Regions from separate parts of the Macaca mulatta genome. Here region 1 is linked to region 2. Evidence: chromatin contacts called from public Hi-C data. All regions are on one chromosome and are shown on one strand. The core of a region is the stretch at or near the end of the contact, and the rest is flanking DNA. Distances in the headings are between cores, read along the strand shown.

Evidence for each region. Hi-C and Micro-C count contacts between places; a contact is called where the count stands out from the background.
Region 1: a contact with region 2 is called in a Hi-C map of fetal cortical plate, with 2.0 times the contacts expected there. The contact joins the enhancer-like site here to the promoter of LIMCH1 in region 2. A contact is called at or near these places in 2 of 14 Hi-C or Micro-C datasets (fetal cortex germinal zone and fetal cortical plate).

The regions. Positions count from the first base shown.
Region 1 is chr5:40,871,904-40,877,953 of T2T-MMU8v2.0, forward strand. The region is part of intron 9 of LIMCH1 (LIM and calponin homology domains 1); the gene reads left to right. Among named protein-coding and RNA genes, the nearest start is that of PHOX2B, 130 kb to the right of the region's middle. Within about 2 kb of position 2,613, at least 11 of the 40 cell types and tissues checked have an H3K27ac peak or open chromatin away from gene starts, as enhancers often do. A contact at or near this core is called in fetal cortex germinal zone and fetal cortical plate, where this site is marked.
Region 2 is chr5:40,604,924-40,611,770 of T2T-MMU8v2.0, forward strand. It overlaps LIMCH1 (LIM and calponin homology domains 1), which reads left to right and starts at 3,828. Exons shown (of 26, transcript XM_078003355.1): 1 at 3,828-3,963. The coding sequence starts at 3,868.

The DNA of each region.
Region 1 (6,050 bases), core at 1,363-3,862, 270 kb after region 2:
AGCGGGGAGATGACATGGGGTCTGCTCCCAGCCCAGTCTGTTAGTTTGGTAAACCGTATCATCCAACTCACTAGCTTTCCTGAAACGATAGAGGAAGAGGGGAGTGAAGTGGGGTCTGCTGGTGAAGACGACCCAGCTGGCCAAATGAATCCTGGTTGGAAGCCTTCCAATGGTGGGTGTGAATTACCCGACGGCAGTGATAAGGAGCACCCTTCTTCAGACGGGGCTGTGGTGGCCCCAGTTCCCAAGTCTGAAGAAAAAGATGCTGTTGAGATCCAAAAGCGCAAAAGGCTAGAGCAAGCTGGAATCAAGGTCATGCCAGCAGCACAGCGCTTTGCCAGGTCAGCTCTGGGCTGAAGGCTGGCCTGACTGGCTTTCTGCATGCCTGGGGGTTTGAAATCTGTCTAGAGAGTTGGAGTTTTCATCTTATTTTTCCACTTCCCGCTTTTCCTATTGCATCACTGTTCCCTCCTCTGAGCACATAGACGATAGTCTTTGCCTTCAGGCATGTCTCTGCTAAGTACCTCCTGGGTATTTTAAATGAATGTGAAGAGTGAGCTCCTCACTGCTGGGTGCAGACCTTGTCTTCGTCATGTATTTGTGGTCAGGCATGTGTGGGCTGCAGGATTTACCTAGCAATAACATTGTATTTTTCTATTGTTTGTGGCTTGTTAATTTTCACGCTACTCCTAAATGGCTCATATCTTACTTTACACATCACTAGAAAAATAGTCTGTTTCTTTGAAATGGGGAACACTCTCTTTAGGGAGTGGCTGCCTTACAAAAATCCACTTACTTTCCTTGTCCCAAGAGAGTACTAAGTAGAATTGGGTTTATTTGACTCCTTAGTTTCTAAAGCATGTTGATTCAAAAACAAAGAATGGAGTAATTACTTCTCTTTAATTTTAACAAAGGTACTAGTATCCAGTCCTGATAGCTTCATATTACATGTGAGATGGAGACCTTCAGCAATCAGAGCCAAGGAAAACTATAGTTCTACACTCTTCTGTAATGTTTTGAGAAGCTGGTTAATTTTTTTTATAAAATAACCGCAATGATCCTAACAAATAATAATGCAGCCAAAATGTATTTTACAAATCGACATTCATAATAATTTGACAGTTGAAATTCCTTTGCCACTTGCTGTTTAATTTTTTTTTTTTTTTGAGATAGAGTCTCACTCTGTCACCCAAACTGGAGTGCAGTGGTGCGATCTTGGCTCACTGCAACCTCTGCTTCCAGGTTCAAGCAATTCTCGTGCCTCAGCCTCCCAAGTAGCTGGGATTACAAGCGTGTACCACCACGTCTGGCTAATTCTTGGATTTTTAGTAGAGACAGGGTTTCACCATGTTGGCCAGGCTGGTCTAAGAGGTGGCTGATATACCCATCTTCCAGAAGTGTGAGCTGAGGATCATTGATAGTGACTTGCAAAGGTGGTCACTACCAACCTGGTGACCAGATTCGGATGCTCTGACCACAGCACCACATCTTCCTCTCACACATTTTCTGTTTCTCTGTACAACTCCACATGTGGTTTTTTATGTGGTCCAGGTCTTAATTAAAATATCCAGTGTTGAGTTACATAAATTTAATTCTAGAGTACCTTTGTATTAAAAAAAAAAAAAAAACTAAGGATATACTTCCTCCTTGTGTGTGGTATATTACAGATAATCATGCATATTCTAAACATGTATGTGCTTCTAGAATATTCTAACATAAAATTGTGCTTATGTTACAAAAAGCTCTCTGAGTTTATTAAATAATAAAGAGTAATATAATAAAATCTTTTTTAAAAATCCAGATTTTTTAAAGTTTTGATACAGAGACCTTATCAGACACATTTTTTTTCTGCATCCCTTGAGCATCCCATATCCCATGTACCAGAGACCGGACTAGATGCTGAGAAGACAAAAATAATAATAGTGAGGGGAATAATATCTCCTCACTAGGTACCATTTTTCAGACCTCTCCCACTTCTGCCTTTAAGGACATAGTAGTAGGTAATAAGTGATACAGATAAGAATATGAACTTATGTGAAATTTTAATCTTCCTGTCTCTGACACACATTTTTCGTTTATATCACATGTGTAAAGTCTTTAAGCTAGTGTTTACCAAGGATACCATCATCCTTAGAGTATCTAAAATAGCAGGGGGAGAAGAGGGGGAGCTGCGTTAAACTAATTCAGCACACTCAGGAATAATGGTCATGTAGAGAAGAGAAGTGGGGCAAAGACTGGGAAGTCCATACACGTACTGTGCCACTTCAGTAACTGGGACGTTTATTTTATTAAAAACTTTGAACTCTTTTATGACAATTCCCATTCGCTGTACAAACATCAAATCATAGTTTAAAAATGTAATTCTAATGAATATATATTATCTTTGTTTATTTCACTTCCATTCACGTTTCCTGTTATCTGGCTTAATTTTAACCTATTTCATTCAAGTTAGCTCTCATATGCAGAAATTTGCAGGTCAGTTAATGTCATTGCCTCAGATCTTCTGACTTAGCATTTAAAATTGGGCTCTGGATAATTATGCATATTCTCAGAGAATGTTCCCAATAGCAACACAACACAGCTGCTCCAAACACCCAGAATTCATTTGTTAGGCAGATTTTTCAGCTGCCAGCCAGCTCCCTCATAAAGGTTTTACACATAGCATGCCACCAGCCTGGCATGTCTACGTCTTTGTCACTTACTTTTTTGCATGCCACAAGAGTTGAGAGTCATTCTAAGTTTATCCACATTTGGGATCCTGCTTTTAATGTGGCAGAAAGTAGCTTAACTGGAATGAAGTATCATGAAGAAGAAAAGGACTCTTGGTGTCTGAAAAATAGGAATTTAAATCATTGAAAAACACTGATACCTCTCAAGGCATTTTAATCTCAGTGTTCTGTCTTTGACATCCAGATGAATTCTGGCCAGCACGTCTCTGCACCCAACAAGAGGACCACTTGTTGTGGCCCATTTCTCAGCTGAGAAATGTTTGTAGAGATGAATGAGATAATAGAGCCATATCCGAGGGGAGGAGCATATAGATGAACAACAAAGCTTTCTTTTGTAGACTGTTTTTTGTTTGCTTGTTTCCCAAGTATTCTTAAACACCTTGCTAGGCTGGGTGCGGTGGCCCAAACCTGTAATCCCAGCATTTTGGGAGGCTGAGGTGGGCAGATCACTTGAGGTCAGGAGTTCGAGACCAGCCTGGCCAACATAGTGAAACCCTGTCTCTACTAAAAATACAAGAAAATTAGCCAGGCATGGTGGCATTTGCCTGTAATCCCAGCTACTTTGGAGGCTGAGGCAAGAAAATTGCTTGAACCCGGGAGGCAGAGGTTGCAGCGAGCCGAGATCGCATCACTGCACTCCAGCCTGGGCAACAGAGCGAGACTCGTATTATCTTTAAGACAATATACAAACGGGAGCAAAGGCGCATGTTATTTCATTTTCACATGAGGTCAAAAACCTAGAAGTCCCAAGCTTCCTGTCAAACAATATATTAGCAGTATCTTAGCATCAAGAGACGGAAAGTAGGACTTCTTAATAAATGTGTGGAGTTTAATATTTATTAGAGTTTCCACTGAAGGGAAGAAGTATATAAATTACTTTTTCTTCTATTTTATTTTATGGTTGCGCTAACTTAATTATCCCCCAAATATCAGAGTCTGCCAAAGAAGCCAAGATTTCTGTTTTTAAGAGGATAAAATAAGAACCAAGATGCACTTCCCCTGAATTAAAATGCCATAGAGATTTGAGTTCTTTTACTTGGTGTTTCCCACTGGAGAAGTAAACTTTTTTTTGAACTGAATTATAGGTTTCATGTGATTGTACTTCTTTTCTAATTGTTTTCATATGTTTCAGCACTCAGTGCTTGCTTTCTGCTAGTCTGTGGATCTTCTCAACCACGTAGTAATTAATTACAGAGGGGAAAACTAGGCGGGGGGCAGGGTGGGGGGTGTAAAAAAACCTCCGAGGAACAATAGACATTTTAGAAATCTTTAGAGGAAGAGCAGATGCAGCTAAGTGCCAGACATGGATTCCTCTACAGTCCTCCTTACCAGATGCCAGTTCACCATGGCTGCTGAACAGATCCTCGGGTATCGGGGACCAGCCAGGCACGTAACTTGCACGAACCTTTGTGACTCTGGATGTATTAGGGTGGTGCACAAGTAATTGTGGGTTTGCCATTTTTAAAGGCAAAAACCGCAATTACTTGTGCACTGACCAAACAGCTGCCCTGATTGGAGATGGGGTGAACAGGGAGGTTTCCAGTGTCACCCAGAACATTCCCAGGGGGACTAAGAGGCTTTTTTGGAGAGCAGAGTTTCCTTCATTGGAACACACTAGCTACCAATCTAAGCTGGTTGCTTATGCATTGCCAAGTAAAACTGGGTGAAAGAAAACGCCAGCTCTTCCTTAGTTTAAATCATTATCTCATTCATTTTGAAATATGTAAGCCTCAGAAACGTTGAGACAAGAGCTTTTCTTCTCCCTCACCTGCTTTGGACCCATAATCTCTCCTACCAAGATAGCTAGCCTGCCTTTCTTTAGGTAAGGCTGTGCAGGATCGCCAGTTGGAGGCAGGGCTTGGCATTTCTCATTTCACATTGTGCTGTATTCCTTCCACATGAAACAGTGAGCTGTGCCCCCAAAGCAACTCCTTCTTCCCAAAGCTACTCATCTATGAGTGACTTGGATGAAATAAAAGTGCCAAACCTTCTCATGAATATAAATCCAGACAGCCTGGGCCTGCCTCTTGAGTATACTTCAATTAATTTACCTGAGTTCAGATGGCTTGAATTAGAGACCTTAATATTCTGTTCTGCAAAGGGGGCATCATAATTCCTATTTTGCAGGGTTGTCATGAAAATTAGTGTATCTGGAATGTTCTAGCTACTAAGAGTTGTAGTTATTGAAAAATAAAGTAAAACAGACCCAAGTTTCACAAAAGACTGCTCTTAAGGTCCTTCAAAGAAAAAAAAAAAAAGCACATTATAAAAGTCATTTAAATATTTTGATACCTAGATGCCTGTGAATACAATCCTACATATCTACCTTATACATATTATTTATTATTTCAAGGCCAACAGGGCCAGCTCAAAACTTGTATCATTATGTTTTGCTCTCCATGAATCTGCCTTGAAGCTCTGAACTTAAAAGACTCAAGCAATTAGTGGAAAATCAGTCACTGTGACAATTTTTCAAGTGGGTGGGGAGTGTCTTCAGATAGCCAATGGTATGAAAACTTTCTTCACCCTCTTTTTTTTTATCTATTTTTTTAAGTCCACATATCTAAATTGAGATCCTTTGAAATGAGTCTTGCCACACTGGGCATTTAGCCTAAAAATAAACACCCAAGGGAATTTGCAGCCTGGCTGGGTTCACAAGATGCACAAGGGACCAGATTCTCCCTGCTCAAATTGGCATCGCAAATTGGCAGGGCCATTTGCATAAACATGAATATTTTATTCCAAAAAATCTGCCCAAGCTTGGGGAGGTTGGAGCCCAGGACTGTTTGGTTTGTCCAAAAGTGGAAAGAATGTTGCTCTTGGACTTCAGGGGTTCAAGCAGAAGATCTGCTCCTAAATTAGGGTATGAGAGCTCTGATTGCACTGCTGCATTCCAGCCTGGGTGACAGAACAAGACCCTGTCTCTTGAAAAAAAGAAAAAGAAGAGTTGGGAGATGGAGAGACAGGAGGATGGAAGAGGGAAGAAAGGGTTGCTGATGGAAAGGTGCAGGGTACGATAAGCTTCCTGGCAGTGGAGGACCACGGGAATGGAATAGTTTAAGACCATCCTATGAGTGGTCGTAAACTATCCCAGATGTTTCAGGTTAGCTCAGCCCTGAAGAAAGAATTCCTTACATTTTGTAATCTGTTACACATTCTAGGTGTGGTGTCACACAGCTGCATTCATTTGTTTTCCCCCAAATCAGTTTCTTGGTGGCTCAATTTTCTGCCCTGTCAGTCAAAAACAAATTAAGTGTCTACTGGGTACTAATGTGCTAAAGAAAAAAGAACAGTAACAAAAAGCTTCCCATTTTTCCCCAA
Region 2 (6,847 bases), core at 2,578-5,077:
TTAGCATGTTCTTACTTATTTGTGGGAGCTAAAAATTAAAACAATTGAACTCATGGAGATAGCAGACCGATGGCTACCAAAGGCTGGGAAGGATAGTTGTGGGGGGGTGGGGATTGGATTGCAAGTGGGGATGTTAACGGGTACAAAAAAATAGGAAGAATAAATAAGATCTAGTATTTGATAGCACAACAGGGTGACTATAGTCATTTAATTGTAAATTTAAAAATAAGTAGGCCGAGCGTGGTGGCTCATGCCTGTAATCCCAGCACTTTGGGAGGCCAAGGTGGGCAGATCATAAGGTCAGGAGATCAAGACCATCCTGGCCAAAATGGTGAAACCCTGTCTCTACTAAAAATACAAAACATAGCCTGGCGTGGTGGCGGGCACCTGTAATCCCAGCTACTTGGGAGGCTGAGGCAGGAGAATCGCTTGACCCTGGGAGGTGGAGGTTGCAGTGAGCCCAGATTGTGCCACTGCACTCCAGCCTGGGTGACAGAGTGAGACTCTGTCTCAAAAACAAACAAACAAACAAACAAAAACTAAAAGAGTATAACTGGATTGTTTGTAACACAAAGATAAATGCTTGAGGTAATGGATATGCCATTTACTTTGGTGTGATTATTACACATTTTGTGCCTTTAACAAAATATCCCATATACCTCATAAATGTATATACCAGCTCTGTATCCACAAAGATTGAAAATTTAAGTAAATAAAAAACCATAAAATCATTAGCTCCTAAAGAGCATAGTCTTTTGTATCTTCCACATAGTAGGTTCTTAACAACTATTTATGGATATTATTGATAGCAGCACTAGGTTTGAATTCTATTATGGTTCTAAGTCTGTGAGTCTTTGGTAGCCTGTGCGAATTTGTGATTGGTAAAAGCTCAGAAAAAGCAAATGTTACCTTATGATTATAAACCTTAAAAGATGTAAAATGTATTTTCACTGAAAGAAAAAAGGTTTTAGTTTAAATGCCAATTTCAATGCCAGATATATCAGGGATATGATAAACTTTCATACTCATTTTCAAATGAATTCAGATATACCATCTGGGCTAGCTGACTTACCCTCCTCCTAGTTACTCCATGCAGTGGAACCTGCCTATATTAGCCCATTCTCATACTGCTATAAAGAGATACCTGAGACTGGGTAATTTATAAGGGAAGGAGGTTTAATTGACTCACAGTTCCGCATGGCTGGGGAGGACTCAGGAACTTACAATCATGGCAGAAGGCGATGAAGAAGCAAGTGCCTTCTTCACAAGGCAGCAGGAGAAAGAGAACAAAGAGGGAGCTGCCAGACACTTTTAAGCCATCAGATCTTATGAGAGCTCATTCACTCTCATGAGAACAGCATGGTGGAAACTGCTCCCATGATCTAATCACCTCCCACCAGGTCCCTTCCTCAACATGTGGAGATTGCAATTCAGATTATAATTGAAGATGAGATTTGGGTGGGGACATGGAGCCAGACCATGTCACTGCCCAAAGCCATGTATTGTATTAGTGTACCAGAGTCATTTTGTGAACTATTTGCTTTGCCATGTTTCTTTATGGAAACAGGGTCATCTTCTGCCCACATGTCTTTAGCCCTTTCCCATGCTTGCCTTCTTTATCTTTTCTTTGTATACTTTTCCCTCCCTCTGTTTTGGACGACAGGGTGGAGGTGAGGATCAGTGGTCTATACTCAGCAACTGCTTGTTTGTCAGGTCCAGCTTTGGTCTGTTTACATTCAGTCCCCTTGTTCGTGCCTTTCACAATGATTCTGCTGGATGACTATATCCACCTCATTTTAGATGAGGAAACTGAGGCACACCCTGTAAGTGGCAGAGTCTGGACAGGACTCTGTCTAGTTTGGTGTGCAGTTAGGAGCAGACCTGGCGCCAGGCTGTCTGGGCTTGAATCCAACCCTCCCTGTCCACCAGCTCTGTCCCCTGGTTTCCTCCTAGGAATGATAATAGTCCTATCTTACAGGGCTGGAATAAGGATTGAGTTAGTCAATTATTTGTAATGCACTTAGAACAGTGCCTGGCATAGCATAAGTGCCACATAAGTGTTTTCAAAGTAAATAAACTAAAGCCTGTCTGACTCCAAAGCTGGTAATGGTGGAATTTTAGGCCTGCTTTTTGTTCCATTCCCCTATTATAGCAGCAGAATTGGACAAAGATTAAACTCGGATTCTGGATGGGGAACAGAGATTTAGCGGCTGAGGCACCCAGGTGACCTCTGGCCACCGTCAGAAATCTCCTGTCAGCAGCCATTCTGAAGAGGGGAATCCATTAGCTTGAGGTCCCAGCGCCGGGCTCACATAGGTCAGAGCTCCCTGGTGGCCTACCAGGGGATACCCAGGCAACAATCTAAAAGGTAGTGTGTACCCCTCACCCGCAGTCGGGACCTGGCCTGCCTCTCCCAAGCTATCATTCCCGCCTGGTGCTCTCCTCACCAGCTCCAGTCTTGCTAGCCTGCTGCTGGCTCATCCATCTGGAATTCTTCCCCCAGACTGTTACACAGTTAAATCTCCCTCACTCCTGTCACCTCTTCAGGACATTTCCTTACAGACACCTTCCTTCATCATCACTTGGGCTCTAGTGCAAAACAGAAGGCGTGCTCAAGTGGGAGTGGCCGAGGAGAGTTTAAAGGAAGGGTTAGAAAAAAGTGAGCCGGGTCGGGAGACCATAATGGGATGGGGAAGCCTTTACCATACCTAGGCCTGGGAGGTTTAGTGGGACAAAAGGAGATGGGGAACCTTCTGGAAACCCCCTACCCACCTGCAGGAAGGGACGAGATAAATAAATGCACGTCTCTCCTTAGCTCACTGACCATCTGCCTCCCTCCCATTAGTGGAACCGGGACTCACAGGTCAGCCTCCCAGCCAAAAGGGGGGAAGGCTATCGGAAATTACCCCGCGCTTTTTCTTCCCAAGTCATTATCTTCTCCTCTTCTATCTTAACAACACCCGCCACAATTATATTATTTTGATTTACATGTTTATTGTCTGTCCCGGCCCTCAATTCCTTCTACAATGTAAATACCTCGAAGGCAAGGTAGGGTGTCTATGTTATGTGTGTGTGTGTTTCCGTCTCTGCGTCCCCAGCGCCTGGCCCAGTGCCTGACGCATAGTAGGTACACAGTGACTGTTGGTTGACTGCATCGACAGACTAGGACACAGATAGCTTCCCTGGAGAAGGAAAAGCTCATCGGGGTCGTTTTTCTTTTTCTTTTTACAAAAAGATCAGGTGGCTGTGTACTTCCCGGCGCTGGGCCAGGGGCTGCCCCGCCTTGCCCCAACCTCTGCGGCCAGGAGGGACTGCAGGTGCTGCGCGGCCCGCTAGTCCTCCCGCTCGGGTGCCGCAGCGCCGGCTCCCCCGGGTCCGGGTGCGCCCCGCTGGGCGCGCGTCTCCCATACGAGGCCAGACCCGTCAGCCCGCCCCTCGGCAGCCGGCCGGGCGCAGGGACGTGCGGGGCGGCCAGTGGAGTCCCTCTACCAGGCCGGGTGTGAGCGGGAGGGAGACACGCAGCGCTCACTCCGGGTTATTTTTAGTCAGTAGCTGTGCCCCCCCTCCCCGGGGGCGGAGCGGCCCGCCAAGGTGGGGAGGAGAAGAAGCTCCTGGCGTCTCCGCGCTCGCTCCCGCGGGGCACTCGCGGCGCGTTGGAGCCCGGGCGGCTCTGGGAACAGCTGCCGCGGCGTCCTCTAGCAGCTCGCGGCTCTCCCGGGACCTGTGCCGGCCGGGGGCGGGGAGAGGCGGGGAGGGGAGGCCGGCGGGCGGGAAGGGGCGGGGAGCGCGCTCCTGCGGCGGCGGCGGCGGCGGCGGCGGCGGCGGCCGTCCTCATCCCGGCGCTCGAGCGGACGCGGGGCTGCGCAAATGGCTTGTCCCGCTCTCGGTCTGGAAGCTCTTCAGCCCCTGCAGCCCGAGCCGCCCCCCGAGCCCGCCTTCTCCGAGGCGCAGAAGTGGATCGAGGTAGGTGCGGGTGGCTGGCGGGCGGCCTTGCACTGGCGCCCTGAGCCACGGACCCGCGCACGCTCGGACCGCAGGTCCAGCCTCGCCTTCCCCCAACCCCCCCGCTTTCTTTTGCCGGCTGCTCCAGGTCACCCCTTGGGCCTCGGCGAGCTGCGAAACCCTAGCGCTTTGGCACGGGAATCCCGGGCCAGGGTGGGCGTGAAAGGGGACACTGCAGTCTAGCTGCGCGTGAGGGCAGGAAGGGATCCCCTGCGCCTCCATCCTTCCTGCCCGCTGGCCTCACAAATCTCAGCTCGCGCCGCTTCCAGGCGCTGCCAAGGGAAGCGCAGTGCTAGCAAAGCGTTGCAAAGGCGCAGGAAGCGCGAGTCCCCAGAGACTTCACCGGTGCTCGCATTTCGGGGTATCTTGCTTCTGGTCCCACATTTCGCCCCTTGCCCTCCTACCCGCACCTTTCCGGAGCGGAGTTGGCGGTGTCTCCACGGAGGCGCATACCCACTGGAGCCTCTTGCTGTATTCCTGGCACCGGGTCAGGTGTGAGGCTGGCACCGTGCGCAGGGCCGGGGTAGCCTGCAAGACCCACCTGCGAGCACGCATCCGCATAGACGCTGCCCAGCCTTTGGCGACACCCGCCCCTCTCCATCCCAGGGTCGGCAGGGTCGGTTCCGAAGTACGGGGTACCCGGTCTGGTTGGCATATTTCACTTCTTAAATGACTCGTTGGCAGGCCAGAGAAATCACTGGAGCTCTCGGCTCAGTCCAGGAAGCGCTCGCTGGGTGATCCTGATTCACGATATCTATCAGTAGATGCAGCTTGGTAGCCCCAAGCTCCCGAAATGACCTGTCTGCGGGGTTCAGGACGCTTGAAGAGCATGAAGGGGAAAGGTGACCCCCCTATGATTAGTGCAAGGAGCCTCTGCTTCGATGGGTGGCCTTTCTGGAGGCTTAGTGGAAGGTATGAATTTGGCCTTGTTTCCCTCAGTGACAAGCAGCCCTCTTTGCCTGGTAGTTCAGAGGAGGAAGTGTACCGCTAAATCATGACCCAGCAGTGTTGAAGCTTCCAGAATTCCGCCTGTCACTTAGTGACTCTCTACTCCGTTCAGCATCGTGGTTCTCAAGAAGCTGCTAGAGTAACAGAGCTCCAAGTACAGATTTAAGCCTGCTGAGCTTCCTGCAGAAACCACCCTCACTTAATGTTGCTCTCCTGCTCCAGCCAGAGAGCTGTACCCTACAGGGTTAACCTGCTTCCCGCAAGCAAGAGTGCTACTTAAGAGTTTAGAAACATCTATTTGAAAATAGGGCTCAAGAAACAAAACAATGAACATGAGGGTTGTCTTGCTGAAAGCCCCAGGCATGTCTCATAATTTCATAGCTCACCATCAGACGAGAAAAAGACCTTGGCTTTTTTATTTTTGATATGTGGCTGGAACGGTTTGGCGTGTGACAGGTGCCTCTCTCTGTGTTGCATATTTAGGCTCCCAGGATACACAGGAAGCATTTGTAGTTACTGGCTTGGTGCAGAGTTGGATAACTATTTTTCAGGTTCTTGAACTTTAAAATTCTCAGGAGAGATTTCGAGTGTGGGTAGGGGTAAGGGGAGGATCTAGAAGGAGAACAGTCTTACTATTCTTGAAGGCAAGTGATTTATTCTCAATTTCCTTAACTGTGAGTATCGTTGACATATTCTCTTTTAAAAAAATGTATTGTGGTATAAGTTACACACGTAAAGGTGCACACACCTGAAGTTTACACCTCCATGAATTTTGACATATGTATATTACTATAGCCCCCACCTAAATCAAGATACAAAATGTCTCCTTTGGCCCAGATTACAGTTTGCTTTTAAGAGGTAGTATATTTCAGGCTATTATGCAGTGCAGAGTATTAGCTTTAATATCACGTTTAAGAAAAGGAAGAAGAGATTCCTTAAGAAAGTAGAGCCTCATTAAGCCCTATAGACAGTTTGGCATTGTTCTTGATGCTTTACCATTCATACCAATTTAAGAATGTTAAAACCGTAATGGGGCATGCGTGGCTTTAGGACCAGGCATCCCAGGCGAGCTGCATGTGCATTATTGAATTGAAGGCCTATCTCCTTTCAATTGTTGGGTTCAGTTTCAGGGAAAGGAGAGCTTCCCCCTCCCAGGCTTTATAAAAAGGTAATTGCTCCAGGGGAAAGATAGAGACCTCCCCCTTCCTTCCCAGAGGTTCTTCTTGAAATGTAAATGCTGTGTCTGCAAACCAGGGGAACCCAGGAGTTGTAACAGATGGTTTTGCATGCAGTTGCCTTGTGAACAAAGATTCCTCAGCTAATATAGCAATAATGTAGTACTTAGGGCCAGCGAATTCCCGGGGGAGGGGGGGGGATTGTTATCTCGAGACAGTTGCAGCTCCTCTAGGGGCCCCATTGTCTCTGGCAACATCTTCATTGGTAGGGCTTTGTTTTTACTTTTATTCAGTTGGTGATTAAATTTCCCATAGGTTTTTTTTTTTTCTTTCTTCTTTTTGAGTAGTCGGGAATTTCACCCTTTCATAAAAATGTTCCTTTGGGTGGAGCAAGTTAATAAACAAACTTTGCTGCTTGTCTCGCCTTGGTTCTCGGTCTTCCTTGAGTCATGGATTGGCAAGAAAACATTCATTCTTAATAAAGGCTCAGGGAACCAGCTCCAGGACGTAACTTGTTAGTGAGGAATTTCTCGGCCTGCAGCCTTGGCTATTTGAGGACCATGTTACTGGGCAGGAAATGTGGCCTGGGAACCATTCCCCCACCTCAGCCCCCCTCCCCTCACTCCTTCCTTAGCTGGCAAAGGTGAAAGCTCTAATGGAGCTCTAGATGGTCACAGACCATGTGGGGACAGCCCTGTAACACTCCTAGTGACTTTTTATAG